2 separate regions of the Mus musculus genome follow, and region 1 is linked to region 2. Evidence: chromatin contacts called from public Hi-C data. All regions are on one chromosome and are shown on one strand. The core of a region is the stretch at or near the end of the contact, and the rest is flanking DNA. Distances in the headings are between cores, read along the strand shown.

Region 1 (6,330 bases), core at 2,097-4,596, 450 kb after region 2:
GCCGTTTATCCTTGCACAGTTCCTAGATGGAGTTTAAGGATTAAAACCAAGCAGCTCTGTCTTACCTTAGGAAGTCTGTCAGACAGGAAAGAGAACAGTGTAGCAGATGTCCACAGCAAGGACTATTGCTAAGTAGAGTTAGCTATTTGATATTGTTTGGTACTCTGGGAAATAATTGTCTTTGCTTTTGATTTTTTTTTCAATCTCTTATTCTTGTTTACTAGAGTGGTCAGGCATTTGGCCAAGGTGCAAGATCTGGGTGGGATCAGTAAGCAACTTAAAGGAACAGCGTCCCTTTAGACTAAGTCTGTGTTCTCCAGGCTACTGTTCCGAAAAAGAAAAAAAGAAATAAAGAAAAGAGAAAGTGAGCAAATTTTTTACATTGTAAGTGTCGATCGACCATCTGCCTGTGTTTCTTACACTATATCCTTGGTTTGATTCCTGTCTTTCTCTTTGCTAGGGTTTGTTCTCTGAGACACCCTTTAGAATAGCAAACACTCTGGAGTCATATAAATGACAGCAGACTCAGATTCAAAATCTTTTTAAGAAAATGAGCAGATTAATAATTTCTGAAGTTGAATAATGAGCATGTAGCTATTAGTCATTCAAGTCTTTCTACTTTCTGATTCTTGAAAAAAATTTTATACAAGAACGTTTAGGTAATATTTAGTTTTACTTGAATTCTGACTCTGCCCCTAACCTCTATGAGAGCCTTGCTCTCCCGTGTATCAATGAGGCAGGGCTGCATGTGTTATGATGTTTTCTAACTGTAACTGTAACTGGGTGAAAACCTAAATAAGTTCTCCAACTCTGCTGCTTTTAGCTGATTTTAAAAATCACTAACTTTGGAGATGACAGACTCTCCCACTGACTGAAAGTGCTAGAGGTGTCACCACTGACTGGAGCCATCTGGCAGGTTGCAACTGTTCTATGAAAAGTTGCACTTCACTATCTTTTCGAGTGACAGTTGTCTTTCCCCCTCCCCAGGGGACCATTTTTTCCTGTTCTCAGATTAAAGATACCTTTTAGAATCTGAGGGTGCACAACTTTGATCCCAGCACTTTCGAGGCAGAGGCAGATGGATCTCTGAGGTTGAAGCCAGCCTTGAATGAAAAGGTGTATACCACCATGCCCAGCCAGCACAAGACTTTCTAATAATTACCTTATTCTTACATTTAAAGAAGCCAGGCACACCAGAAGAAGGCTTCAGATCCCATTACAGATGGTTGTGAGCCACCATGTGGTTGCTGGGAATTGAACTCAGGACCTCTGGAAGAGCAGTCAGTGCTCTTAACCAACAAGCCAGAACAACAATATCAACCAAGTAGACACCCCCCCCCCAGAGCTCCCAGAGACTAAACCAACAATGAAAGAGTACACAAGAAGGACCCATGGCTCCAGCTGCATGTGTAGCAGAGAATGACCTTGTCTGGCATTGATCAGAAGAGAAGCCCTGGGTCTTGTGAAGGCTTGATGTCCCAGGGTAGGGGAATGATAGAGCTGTGGGAGGGAGTGGGTGGATGGGGGAGCACCCTAGTGGAAGCAGGGAGAGGGGTGGTAGAGTGGTGGGTTTTCAGAATTGAAACCGGGAAAAGGGATAACATTTGAAACATAAATAAACAAAATAACAAGAAAGAAAAGAAAGAAAGAAAGAAAGAAAGAAAGAAAGAAAGAAAGAAAGAAAGAAAGAAAGAAAGGAAGGAAGGAAGGAAGGAAGGAAGGAAGGAAGGAAGGAAGGAAGTCAGGACATCTAGTGACCTTGCCAGGATATAGCAGTTTGTACTTTAGGAAAAGCAGCCCACTTAAGTTTGTAACTGTCTTGGTATCTACCTATCTGACAAACCTCCCTAAAATTCCTACCTGAGCCTTTCACCTTCAGGTACTAAGCAAAATGGATTTTTGCTAGTGAGAGCCCCTATCTTTGGAATGCTGGATTTCCTAATAGAACTTTTTCCTTGCCTAAACACTTGCCTTCAAGTCAATGGCCTTTTTAAGTGACTGGAAAAGAACTTGGATTTGTCATTATTTATAGTTTTATTTGCTTTATTTACAGTGGTTGATATTTTGAGATGTCTATCCCAGAAGGGGGTCTTCGCAGCTGGCCCTTTGTCTTTTATTCTTATTTTCTAACTTATGCATTCAGTCTATGGTGAAAGGACCTTACTGCTCTACAAATGACTAGGCTTCCTCTGAGATCCATAACAGCGTGATTATTGAAGAAGGAGATATATGTGTTGTTAAAATTATTTAAAATAGTTTTCTTACTAATTTCATTAATTATTCTATGTGGGTCTACATGTGATGGGGTTTGTGCATGCCACGGTATATATTAAGAAGTCAGAAAATAACTTCATAGGATTGGTTCTCTCCTTCTATCTTTTCACAGCTACTAGGGATAAAACCCAGGCTGTCGAGCTTAGGCCACTTTGTGAGATTTTACCTCTGAGCCATATTTTAGATCCTATGGTTACCATTTTTTAGGATGGCTGACATTTTAACAATATTGATGCAATAACAATATAACAATAAGAACCTCTCGAGATCAGCAAGCATGTGTCAGTCAAAGTACTGAGTGTTTCACATACATGTCACCATCTGCACTCCACAGGCATGAACGTCATGGAAGTGGAGAGTGATTGAGTATCTTTTATCCTCCTGATGTGCCTGTCTCCGAGGCTCACTGCTTCTATCTGCTAGCTTAGGTCTAGTCCTGGAGGCTTCTGGCCTGTGTGCCATCTTATCTAGGCCTAGAATGTTTTCATTCTCTGGGACTGACTGTTGAATGAGCTCACCCTTTCTTGATCTTTCTGAACTCTGGCTGGCTGGTTCATCTCAGCTCATCTGACTCAGAACTCTTCTCTAAGCTGACTGATTCAATCTGGCTTCTTTCGGTTTCTTCTGAGTTGTCCTGCTTGGCCTCATACTAACTCTGGCAATCTGTTCTAATCTTCTGTCTCCTCATTCTCTGGCTTGCTCTGTCTTCACCTGTGTCTAGCTTGTTTTCTCTCTGTCTTTGAACAACTGTCCTTGTAAAACTTCCCCCTCTGGTTTCTACAATGCTCTCTCTTAAGTAGCTTCCCTTTTCTCTTGTTTCTTCTGAGAGTTGGTCATATCCTATCCTGTCAAGTCTTTCTCTGATTTGTTACTCTGTCTGCCACTTAGACTTCACTTTTCAACATGGGTTCTTCCTTCTACTAACTAACTTTACCTTTATTGTTTGGGATTAAAGATGTGTACTAAGGGTGTTTCTGTATTTCAGCCACAGGAATTAAAGATGTGGGCTAAGGCTGTGCTACACAAGCAGAAACAGGTTTTTCAGTAAAGCACACAATCTCAGGGCTCACAATGGGATCAAATATCCTGCAACAGTAAAGTAGTGTTGAGCAGAGATTCTCAAGAGCCTTTATGGGTAGAGGTAAGAAAGTTCACATATTTATAAATGACAGCAAGAGTAATTTTTGTGGTGACAGAATGACTGCATCATGACTATCAATGCCATTGCCATTCAGGATGCTGCCAACTGGGGGATGTTGAGTTAAGAACAGACTGCATGGCGATACAGTATTGTTGTTGTTCTTGTTGTTAATTTAGAATTGCATGTGACACTACAATTATTTCTTGGTTAAAAAATAATTTAAGATGAACAGGAAAGAAGGCTTTCAAAAGTAAAAGTAAAAGGACATTTGAAGAGGTGGCTGAGTGAGTACAGAGTGTGTGAATCTGAATTGCATCCCCAGAGTCTCTACAAAGGACATGTCTACACTATCAGTGCAGGACTGGTAGATACAGGAGGATTCCTAGGACACAATAGCCGGGTAATCTAGCCAAACGGTGAGCTTCAGGTTTAGAGAGAGTCCTTACTTCAAAAACTAAAAAAGAATGCAGTTGAGAAAGGCATACAACAGCGAGACTTGGCCTCCACATGCATGGCTACATGCACACACATGTGAATGTGTACGTACATGCACATGCAAGAAAAATAAAATAAAATAAAATAAAATTCCAGGTTTTGCAGACACTGAGACCATAAAAAGTGTCATTTGGTAGCATTTCTACTGTCATCCTAAACTTAGAGAATGTTAGAACAGTGGGCGGGGAGAAGACTCAATAGATGAAAGTATTTGTTGCACAAGCAGAAAGACCTTCTTGCAAATTCCCAGCACCCATGTATCAAAGTCAACCATGTAATCCCAACACATTGAGGAGCAGAGACAGAGGGTCACTGGGTCTTATTGGCTTTCAAGCCAGCTCCAGGTTCAATGAGAAACCCTGACTCAGAAGAGTGACAGAGCAAGACATCTAACATCCTATTCTGGACTTCACACTCATGTGATGGCTCATTCACCACTCATACACTGTTCCCCTCTGTCATACACATATACACAATACAAACATACATACATATACAAGCAATACTACACATATCATACACACATATATGTGCATACACCATAGACACATACACACATTCATATACCATGTATATATACATATATATATATATATATATATATATATCACATAATTAAAGATCCTCTGAGCCTTACTTCTAACAACTATCTTATCAAATGAAAGTTCCACGTGAATGTGAATGATTTCTTCATCACCCCCTCACAAAGTAGCTTTTCAAGAAATTCCCTGAGGTTTTCAAGTAACAGTGAAATCTATAGTCAAAACCAGATATTTGCTTTCTTTTCTTGGGAGGTTAGCCACATTTTTCACACTCACATGGCATACATGAGATAAGGCATGGGACGTTACAATTCACAGGAAATTACAATGCTGTTGCCTTACAGACTCCAGAAAATTCATAAAACCATTTTTAAAAGCTGGTCACAAATCAGCTGAAAGTTGTATCCAAAGAATATGCCTGGGTCAAGAATAAGGCATGGCATGGTGTTGTCCAAGTTCCTCTCAGTTTGATCCACCCACCACGCTGCTGATCCAGTGTCAAATAAACCAGAGGCTGTGACTGAAAAGGGAAAAGGCAGTGATCTCCCTAAACATTTTAGAAAAACTATTAGAAGTTCCATGTTAATTTTTTTCCCAGTAGAAAACTTGGTGCGGCCAAACTTCTAAGAACTGCTCTAAAGGTCTGAAGCTTCCAGAACTCACTATGCTTCTTGGACCCAAGAATATGGCTTGGGCGTTGTCTTGTGCCCTTCTGCAGTAAACGGAGGAACATCAAGAAAGGATTGGTCCTATTCATCAGCAAAGAGAAAAATTTAAATCCTTCAACTTGGGAAATGGGGCATTGCCTAAGTCTGAAACAGTGAACAGCTTCGTCACTAAATTCTGAATGACTTAACCTTTTTCCTTGCCTGTCCTTGTAATGTTTCGCCAGCAAAACACACTCGGACAACCAGGTCCTTCTACGGCAAAGCTTTATTGCTTACTTATCAGGAAGACCCCGAACCCGGTAAATGGTGCTGCTTAAATACCCCTCTGTGTGACGTGTCAACTCCTGATTAGCTGCTCACTCATCACCCCACTGCTACGCCCCGAGATGGGCAGTGAGTTGGCACGAATTTACTCTTGCACTTGCGCACATTGCTTGTTTACCAGTTAGGCACTGTGGAAGCCATCTTGTAATGGCACAGCTCTCCACACTTGCCCTCTACTTCCTCTTTTGTTATTGCTATTATTTTTTAAGAAACTTTCTTTTAAGAATAACTTAGATACATAGTGATTGTTTTCTTACATAATTACCCCCACTACACCTTCCTTCATCTTCTGAAATTTGGTTCCCAGCTTGAGTAATTCCCACCACAATGTTGTGACTACTAAAATGTCCTTTTTATGGTCCCCTCTTCCATGTTGTTTCTTCCTTATCAAAGCCCACTACTAGGAAAAATGTTATCTAGAAAAAATGGACAAATCTTCTTTCTAATAAATACCAAAAAGAGGAATTTGGATAAATCTTAGGTTTGAAAGATCAGTTTTAACTCGATGGTTCCCTTCACTCAATGGACAGAACTCCTAACTTTGTCTTCCAACACTCACTGAGAGAAGACCACATCTGTTCATAACAAGGATTGGTTCCTGCTTTTAAAAAAATTACTAAGCCAGGCAGTGATGGTACACGCCTTTAATCCCAGCACTTGGGAGGCAGAGGCAGGCAGATTTCTGAGTTCGAGGCCAGCCTGGTCTACAAAGTGAGTTCCAGGACAGCCAGGGCTACACAGAGAAACCCTGTCTCAAAAAACAAAAACAAAACAAAACAAAACATACTAACTTTGTGCATATGAACATATATGAAATGAATGTGTGGGTGCTGTGTCTATTGTATTTTATAAGAAAGAGAGGGGGAGAGGGAGGGAGAGAGAGAGA
Region 2 (6,939 bases), core at 3,930-6,429:
CCCCAGGGGAGCCCATGCATCTATCCACATCTGTCCTCCAAGAAAAGAGAGGGTCATACACTTCCTGAACACAGCGGGGGTTTGGATCTGTCAACAGGATGCAGCTTATCTGATCTCTGACATCACACCTATTATCCAGGAGGCTGTATGCTTTGTTAGCTAAAGTTGCCATTGAACTCTAGAAGCCATGTCTTGGAAGTCTAGTGAGTGTTGTTGGCTTTACTCATGAAGAAATAAAGCACTAGTTGGTCAAATATCAGCTTTCCTTGCTACAGCAGAAGACCTGAAGCTTCTATTTTATATAGATGAAAGGATTATTTAGCTCACGTTTGGGAGATTCAAGAGACTGTTAACCAAAGTTCTGGCTAAGGCCTTCTTGACAGTAGTTTATTATGGCGTGTGTTTGTGTGTGTGTGTGTGTGTGAGAGAGAGAGAGAGAGAGAGAGAGAGAGAGAGAGAGAGAGAGAGAGAGAGGAAGAGAGAGAGAGAGAGAGAGAGAGAGAGAGAGAGAGAGAGAGAGAGAGGAAGAGAGAGAGAGAGAGAGAGAGAGAGAGAGAGAGAGAGAGAGAGGAGAGAGAAACTGAGGCCCCACAGTCTCTCCTCAGATTTAGCCCTAGTGACCTAAGGACATCACAATATCTCTAGCACTACCTGGACTGGCTAATTTTATGTTAACTTGACATAAGGAATAGTTATCTGAGAGTGGTTCCATAATATTAGGCTCTAAGCAGATAAGCTAGTAGGGCATTTTCTTAATTAGTGATTGAGTTGGGTGATGGTAAGAAGCCCATTGTGGGTGGTACCATCCCCTGTGCTTGTGGTCCTAGATGGTATAAGAAAGTAAGATGAGCATACCATGAGGAGCAGGGCAAAAATCAGCACCCCTCTATGGCCTCTGCAACAGCTCCTGCTCCAGGTTCCTGCCCTGTTTGAGTTCCTGTCCTAACTTTCTTCACTCACCAACTCACTTTTTGCCACACCCACCCCAGTGAAGACATTGTGTCAGGCCCAAAAGCTTGGATGCAGTCCTAAAATAAAGAGTTTTACAGAAACTCAGCCTCGTGGAAACTTTGGCATTCTGTAGAACGAATGTTCCAAGCCTGTCCCTGTGTTAGTGAATAGATCTGTGTGCTTTCTTTCAGTATTGTTTTATTATAGGTGCCTCCAAGCAATGACTTGTCAAATACCTAAGCAAAACTGAACTTTGCTTCCTGGCCTTCACCAATGCCCTAGGTAGTCCTTGAGCCCACCCTGGGCTTGGAATTCAGTAAGAATGTTGCCTATTCAGTGACATTCAGAATTTCCTCTAGTATTGTAAGAGAGATAGTGAAAGAAATCAGGCATTACTGTCTACTACATAGAGTTAGAAATCTCAGGGCAAGCTTAGCAAAGTAAGTTTAGAATTCTTATTTTAGTTATGTATGGCAGACTACCTTACTTAATAGTAGAAAGTCCCCCACAAAATCACTTAGAATAACAGCTGAGTCACTCTCATATACAGGAATTTACCATTGTTTTTGAAGTACATCGGGCTGTGGTTTAAGGAGGAACTAGAGTATTGCATTATTCATGAGAAGCTTAGCTAGAGCTGAACTCTCTAATTAGAACTATGGCTTAGGCATGAAAGCCCTTGCCCAGGGAGTGTAAAGACCTCACACCTGGCTTCTAAGAATATAGCTGACCTTAGATACAGACTTTGTCTCAGTTGTTATATTGCCTAGTTCCTGCTAGACTTTATGTATGCATTTCTCTGTTTTGTATAAGAGTCATTAAGCATTCAGTAACCTCAATGTACCTTGGTTGATGTGTTACCTAACTTCCTTATTTTCTTCTTTATTAAAAAATCTGATGCTCGCTTTGAGAAATTACATCCAGATACAGTACTCTCTCTGGTGTGTGTGTCTGTCATCTCCTGACTTCTTGCCCACCTGATTACTGAAATCCTGATTCCCTGCGGGTAGAAGGGCCGACTGAGTCCAGTCAGTGGCAACTTTTGATCATGGTGTTTTGTAGGAGCAATAGTAACCCAAACAAAGACAGTACCTGAGGAACAAACATTGCACCCAAAGCCCCACCCAAGAACCAAGTTGTAGATCACAATGAGCCCTTAAAGAACGCTAGCCATTAACCAATACTCAAAACAAAGCAAAGACAGTCTGTGGGGTAGCCAACATCAAGCCTATTTTCTGTGGGTCATGCAGTCAGAGGTTAGGTCTTTTGGAGGACAGAAGTGGAGTTGACAGCAAGGTCAAGATTTACAAAGAATTCCAAGTGTGATCTAAGACAGCTTCCTTAAAGTAGAAAGGAAGGGTTATGGTTGGGCAAGGCTCATGAGGGAGAGGCAGGATTGGTGGAAACACCACAGTGAGGGGTTGAGGCAAGAGATTAAAATGATCTTAGATGCAATTTGCCTTTAGATGTTTTCTAAAGATGAGCTGTGCTACTTTCCTATGGTTGCTGTGTCAGCACAGCACAAACTGTGACTTACACGCAGAAAGAAAAGAAAACGATTAAACTTATTGGATCAGAGCTCCTAATATTGAGGAATCAGTAGGATTCCGTTGCTTTGGAGGCCGGAGAGAAAATGCTATTTCTTTGTATGCCCCAGCTTCTAGAGACGACCCATATCCCAGACTCACAGCCAATTCCTAATTCACCTTCAGCTTCTGTTTCTGTCATCCTTGTCCTCAAAGGCTTCTGCTTTCTGCTCACAGTGACTCTAAGAATCGCCTGGGGCCCACCCACACAGTTCTGAGATAGTATCTCCATTTCAAGATCTTTAACGTACGTATATCAATCTAATCAAGGTCCCTTTTGCTGTAAAAGCCAGGACACTCACTGTGCAGAGGAAGAGTACAAAGTACTTAACCTGACACTTTAGCATGAGGTTTAGTTTGAACAGAAAGCCACTAAAATGAGGGAACAGGAGGAAAACGCTCTGTACACACACACACTCACACACTCACACATACACAGATACACACACACATACACACCCTGTGCCACACAGCGGATTATAAATTTCTCTTTTCCAGGTGCCCCGTATGCATACACATTTCTTTTTTTTTTTTTTTTAACACTCTTTTTTCCCCGAGACAGGGTTTCTCTGTATATCTCCGGCTGTCCTGGAACTCATTTTGTAGACCAGGCTGGCCTCGAACTCAGAAATCCTCCTGCCTCTGCCTCCCAAGTGCTGGGATTAAAGGCATGCACCACCACTGCCCGGCTTGCATACACATTTCTAATATCAAGAACTGGATACAATGCTACCACCAAAGATACCAAAGAAGCTACTAAGGGTGATCTGTGGCAGGCCAGGAAGGCTGGGAAGATCTGAGGAAAGGGAAGGAACCCTGCATTCAGGATCTGATTGAAGCCTGTCTCTCCTACCAAACAGCAAGAATTCTAGTACAGTTCCCAACTGCTTAAGACCTTTCTCCTTTCACACAGCTGTAGACCTGAAGTTTCTAGAAAGTTTTCTCTTGTCCCCATTTACAGAGGACAGAGACTAACCCCTCAGGTGATTCTGGTGGCTTCCTGCTTTTCCTTTATCAGATTGCAATTCCATCTGAATCACCTCTGAGCTTCCAGCTACCACAGATCTCTCACAGAAAGGGGAAGAGGGGGAGGAGTGGGTTCACATTGTAACTGGAGAGCCACCATAATGCTGTACGTGGCCAATGCTTACTGTTCCAGGAGGAGGCCTACTGCACTTGGCTCAGTCCTGTATCATAATACCTTTAATAAAATGTCCTTCCCTGTTCCCGAGAGTCCTAAAATGACATACACTGTTGAATCTTGGTTTGACTTGGGTTGAAGCCCGTAAATGTCTAGGGGAACCCTTCGGGCTGATGAGAGTGGCAGTGTGAGTCTGGGTGTCTGTCCTATCACTGTTGACATAATGTAAAGCTTTGTTTTCTATGGTTTCCATTATCTAACCTCTCCACACGCTATCTTTGGAAACCTACAGTACTTTCTGTCATCTTCTCTTGCTGCTTTGAGGGAGAACTCCTGGAAAGAAGCGGTCTGCAGAGACTGACTGACTAATGTCAGTCCTGTGGGGGTGGGGGTGGGGGTGGGGTGGGGGTGGGGGTGGGAATGTTACAGGTCCAACGGCTACTTAGTTTATCTTAGGCTTGCTTTAGTCACAACTCCTAACAGCCATTCCTTGCTCACCTGTGTCAGAACTAACATCCTGTGACTAACGGATGAAAACCTTGGGAATCTATTAACTGAGTAGGCCCCTAGCTTGCACCAACTCCAAGGCTAAGAATGTCATCCGACAGCGTCTGAAGACGTACAGAAAGGACGACCTCCAAGCTTGCTGTAACCGCCTCTCTAAAGTACCCCTCCATGTGTTTCCAACTCGCCTTGATTTATGACTTTGTTCTGTAAATCTATAAATGTTCATGAATCTGCTTCCACTTTGAAGCAAGTAGTTTGGGGTGGCTTAAATCTGAATTCCTAGCCTTGGTCACTCAAAATGGCCCCAGAGTAAACCATCTTAGCCCCTTAAAGATGAAAGCTGTGGCTGTGGCACCAGCAGTTATGGTGCCACGGCATTCTAACAATGCCCCACTTTTCACTGGAGGAATTACCCGATTGGAAGCCAGCTGTGTGCATGGACCCACTGAGGCCAGGCTATTTGGTGTTATTTCCTCAGGCAGATTGTTGGTGTGATTTTTCTCCTGGGGCTCTGGTTGGGCTTCTAGTTTGGTTGGCAGTACATTTTCCCCAAATTACAAATTATAAATGTGACACAAACCAAATTCTTATATTCTACTTTTTTAAACCGTTAGACAAGTGTTTCCTATCGAAATTTACGTCCCTCAAGTCAGAATGCCTTGCATGAGACTGTGCAATAAAATCACTGCCCACCAGGTGGCAGTCATGGTACAGTAGCTCTCAAAGACTGGCGTTGATTGGGGAGTTGCTCAACGTTTAAACAGAGTTGCCATCTGACCCAGTAATTCCATTCTTAGATTTATACGCAGGAAAGTGTAAAACACATGTCTATACAAAAACTTGTACATGAACGCTTGTGACTATTAACGGTAGTCAAAATGTAAAGTACCCAGTGTCCAGACACTAAGAAGGCCATAAACAAAATATGGTATATACAAAGGGAAGGGTGTTACTCAGCCACAAAAATGAACAAAGTGCAGATTCATGCTGCAGCATACATGAACAATGAAAACATTATACTAGGCAGGAGCCAGACAGAAGAGGTTCAGGTTGTGTTAGTCTATCTATATGAACTCTGTTCGCAAAGTAACAGAGACAGAAAGCTGGCTAATGAGTGCGGAAAGCTGGGCAGAAAGCATAGGAAATGACTTTCTTCTTCAGGTGATGAACAATATCATAAAGTTAGTTGTTAACACCTTTGGGAAGATGCTAAACCTACTACACTGTACAGTTTAAACAGCAAATATTATGTGTGAAGGATGGCATAGGAAACACAAGACTTAACAAAACAGTCATAAAGCCACTGTTGCAATGGGGTTGGAGTGGGGGTGTCCATTAAAATTAAGAAAATGCCACCACCAACGTGTCTCAATAGCACAAAATGTGTGGGGAATACTATTTTGAGCATTAGCGAGTCACTATATGACATAGACACATAATGCCTATACTGTCTGGTTTTATGTGTCATCACATGTCAGAGTCACCAGAGAGAAAGGAGCCTCAGTTGAGGAAATGCCTCATGATATCTAGCTGTAAGGCATTTTCTCAATTAGTGATCAGTGGGGGAGGGCCCCATCGTGGATGATGTTATCCCTGGGCTAGTGGTCCTTGATTTTATTAGAGAGCAGGCTGAGCAAGTCATGAGTAGCAGGCCAGTAAGCAGAACCTCTACGGCCTCTGCATCAGTCCCTGCCTCCAGGTTCCAGCCTGGCTAAGTTCCTGTCCTGACTTCCTCCAATGAAGGACAATGTGTAAGCCGAATAAGCCCTTTTCATCCCAACTTGGTTTTTGGTTATGGTGTCTTCATTGCAGCAATTCAAGCCCTAACCAAAACAATGACCAAAGGTTATAAGTTACAGTTGGCTTCTACTTCATTTCCAGAGCACAGCTAAGCAAGAGATGGTCCATAAGTCAAATCACAAATTACCCAGAAATTAAGAATTTACATTTTAAGGGTTGAAAGTAGCAAGAGAATTGTATGAAAGTCAAATTTTAGGATCTACAAATAAAAGTTTATTGGAACACAGCTGTGCCCATTTTGTGTGAGAATGACAGGTATTCTAGTTTGTTTCTCTGTTGCCATGGTAAAATACCAAAATAGCTTGTGGGGGTGGCTATTTGGCTCACAGGTTACAGTTCATCTTTGAGGGAAGCCGGGGAAGAAACTTAAAGGAGACACCATGGAAAAATCCTGCTCGATACCTCGTTTACTTGGCTTGCCCAGTTACCTTCCTTTAATCCCAGCACTTGGGAAGCAGAGGCAGACAGATTTCTGAGTTCCAGGCCAGCCTGATCTATAGAGTGAGTTCCAAGACAGCCAAGGCTACACAGAGAAACCCCGTCTCGAAAAAACAAAAACAAAAAAAGAATACTTGTGAAAAATACCAGTGCACCTCACTGTGTTTGCGTCTTTCCTGCTTCCTTTGAACAAATAAGCCAAATCATCCACACTATGCTAACATTTGCCTTCCTGCTCAATTAAGATTCTATTGTTTCTGTGTTTCTTACTGATTTAAATGAGCACAAAGGCCTGGGGTGGGTGCCCTTCCAGCTGTTTGCTCATATCATATCTGTTTCCTCCTCTTCTTCTTCCTCCTCCTCCTCTTCCTTTTCTGCCCTCTAACTGAGATCCTCCTGCCTCTACCTCCCAAGTACCGGGATCCAAGGTGTATACCACTACACCCAGCTATATAGTTTTTCTTCAGCCTGGGTTAACAGACAGTGTTTATTCTTCTCTTTCATATCCTTCAGACC

Evidence for each region. A called contact is a pair of places that touch in the nucleus more often than the background predicts.
Region 1: a contact with region 2 is called in a Hi-C map of the C3H10T1/2 cell line, with 6 times the contacts expected there. The contact joins two enhancer-like sites. A contact is called at or near these places in 10 of 39 promoter capture datasets (the 3T3-L1 cell line, the C10 cell line, HPC-7-derived erythroid cells and 7 more), 2 of 15 datasets of contacts at CTCF or cohesin (large pre-B cells and stem cell-derived epiblast-like cells), 104 of 484 Hi-C or Micro-C datasets (the 3T3-L1 cell line, 3T3-L1-derived adipocytes, the 63-12 cell line and 60 more), 8 of 115 datasets of contacts at active chromatin or transcription factors (the NIH/3T3 cell line, PVALB interneurons, astrocytes and 4 more) and 4 of 9 other capture datasets (adipose tissue, embryonic stem cells, liver and 1 more).

The regions. Positions count from the first base shown.
Region 1 is chr6:8,180,100-8,186,429 of GRCm38.p6, forward strand. All of the region lies in intron 1 of Col28a1 (collagen, type XXVIII, alpha 1), which reads right to left. Among named protein-coding and RNA genes, the nearest start is that of Col28a1, 9.4 kb to the right of the region's middle. Within about 2 kb of position 3,347, at least 1 of the 459 cell types and tissues checked has an H3K27ac peak or open chromatin away from gene starts, as enhancers often do. A contact at or near this core is called in the C3H10T1/2 cell line, where this site is marked.
Region 2 is chr6:7,728,367-7,735,305 of GRCm38.p6, forward strand. No RefSeq gene overlaps it. Among named protein-coding and RNA genes, the nearest start is that of Gm46950, 7.6 kb to the left of the region's middle. Within about 2 kb of position 5,180, at least 26 of the 459 cell types and tissues checked have an H3K27ac peak or open chromatin away from gene starts, as enhancers often do. A contact at or near this core is called in the C3H10T1/2 cell line, where this site is marked.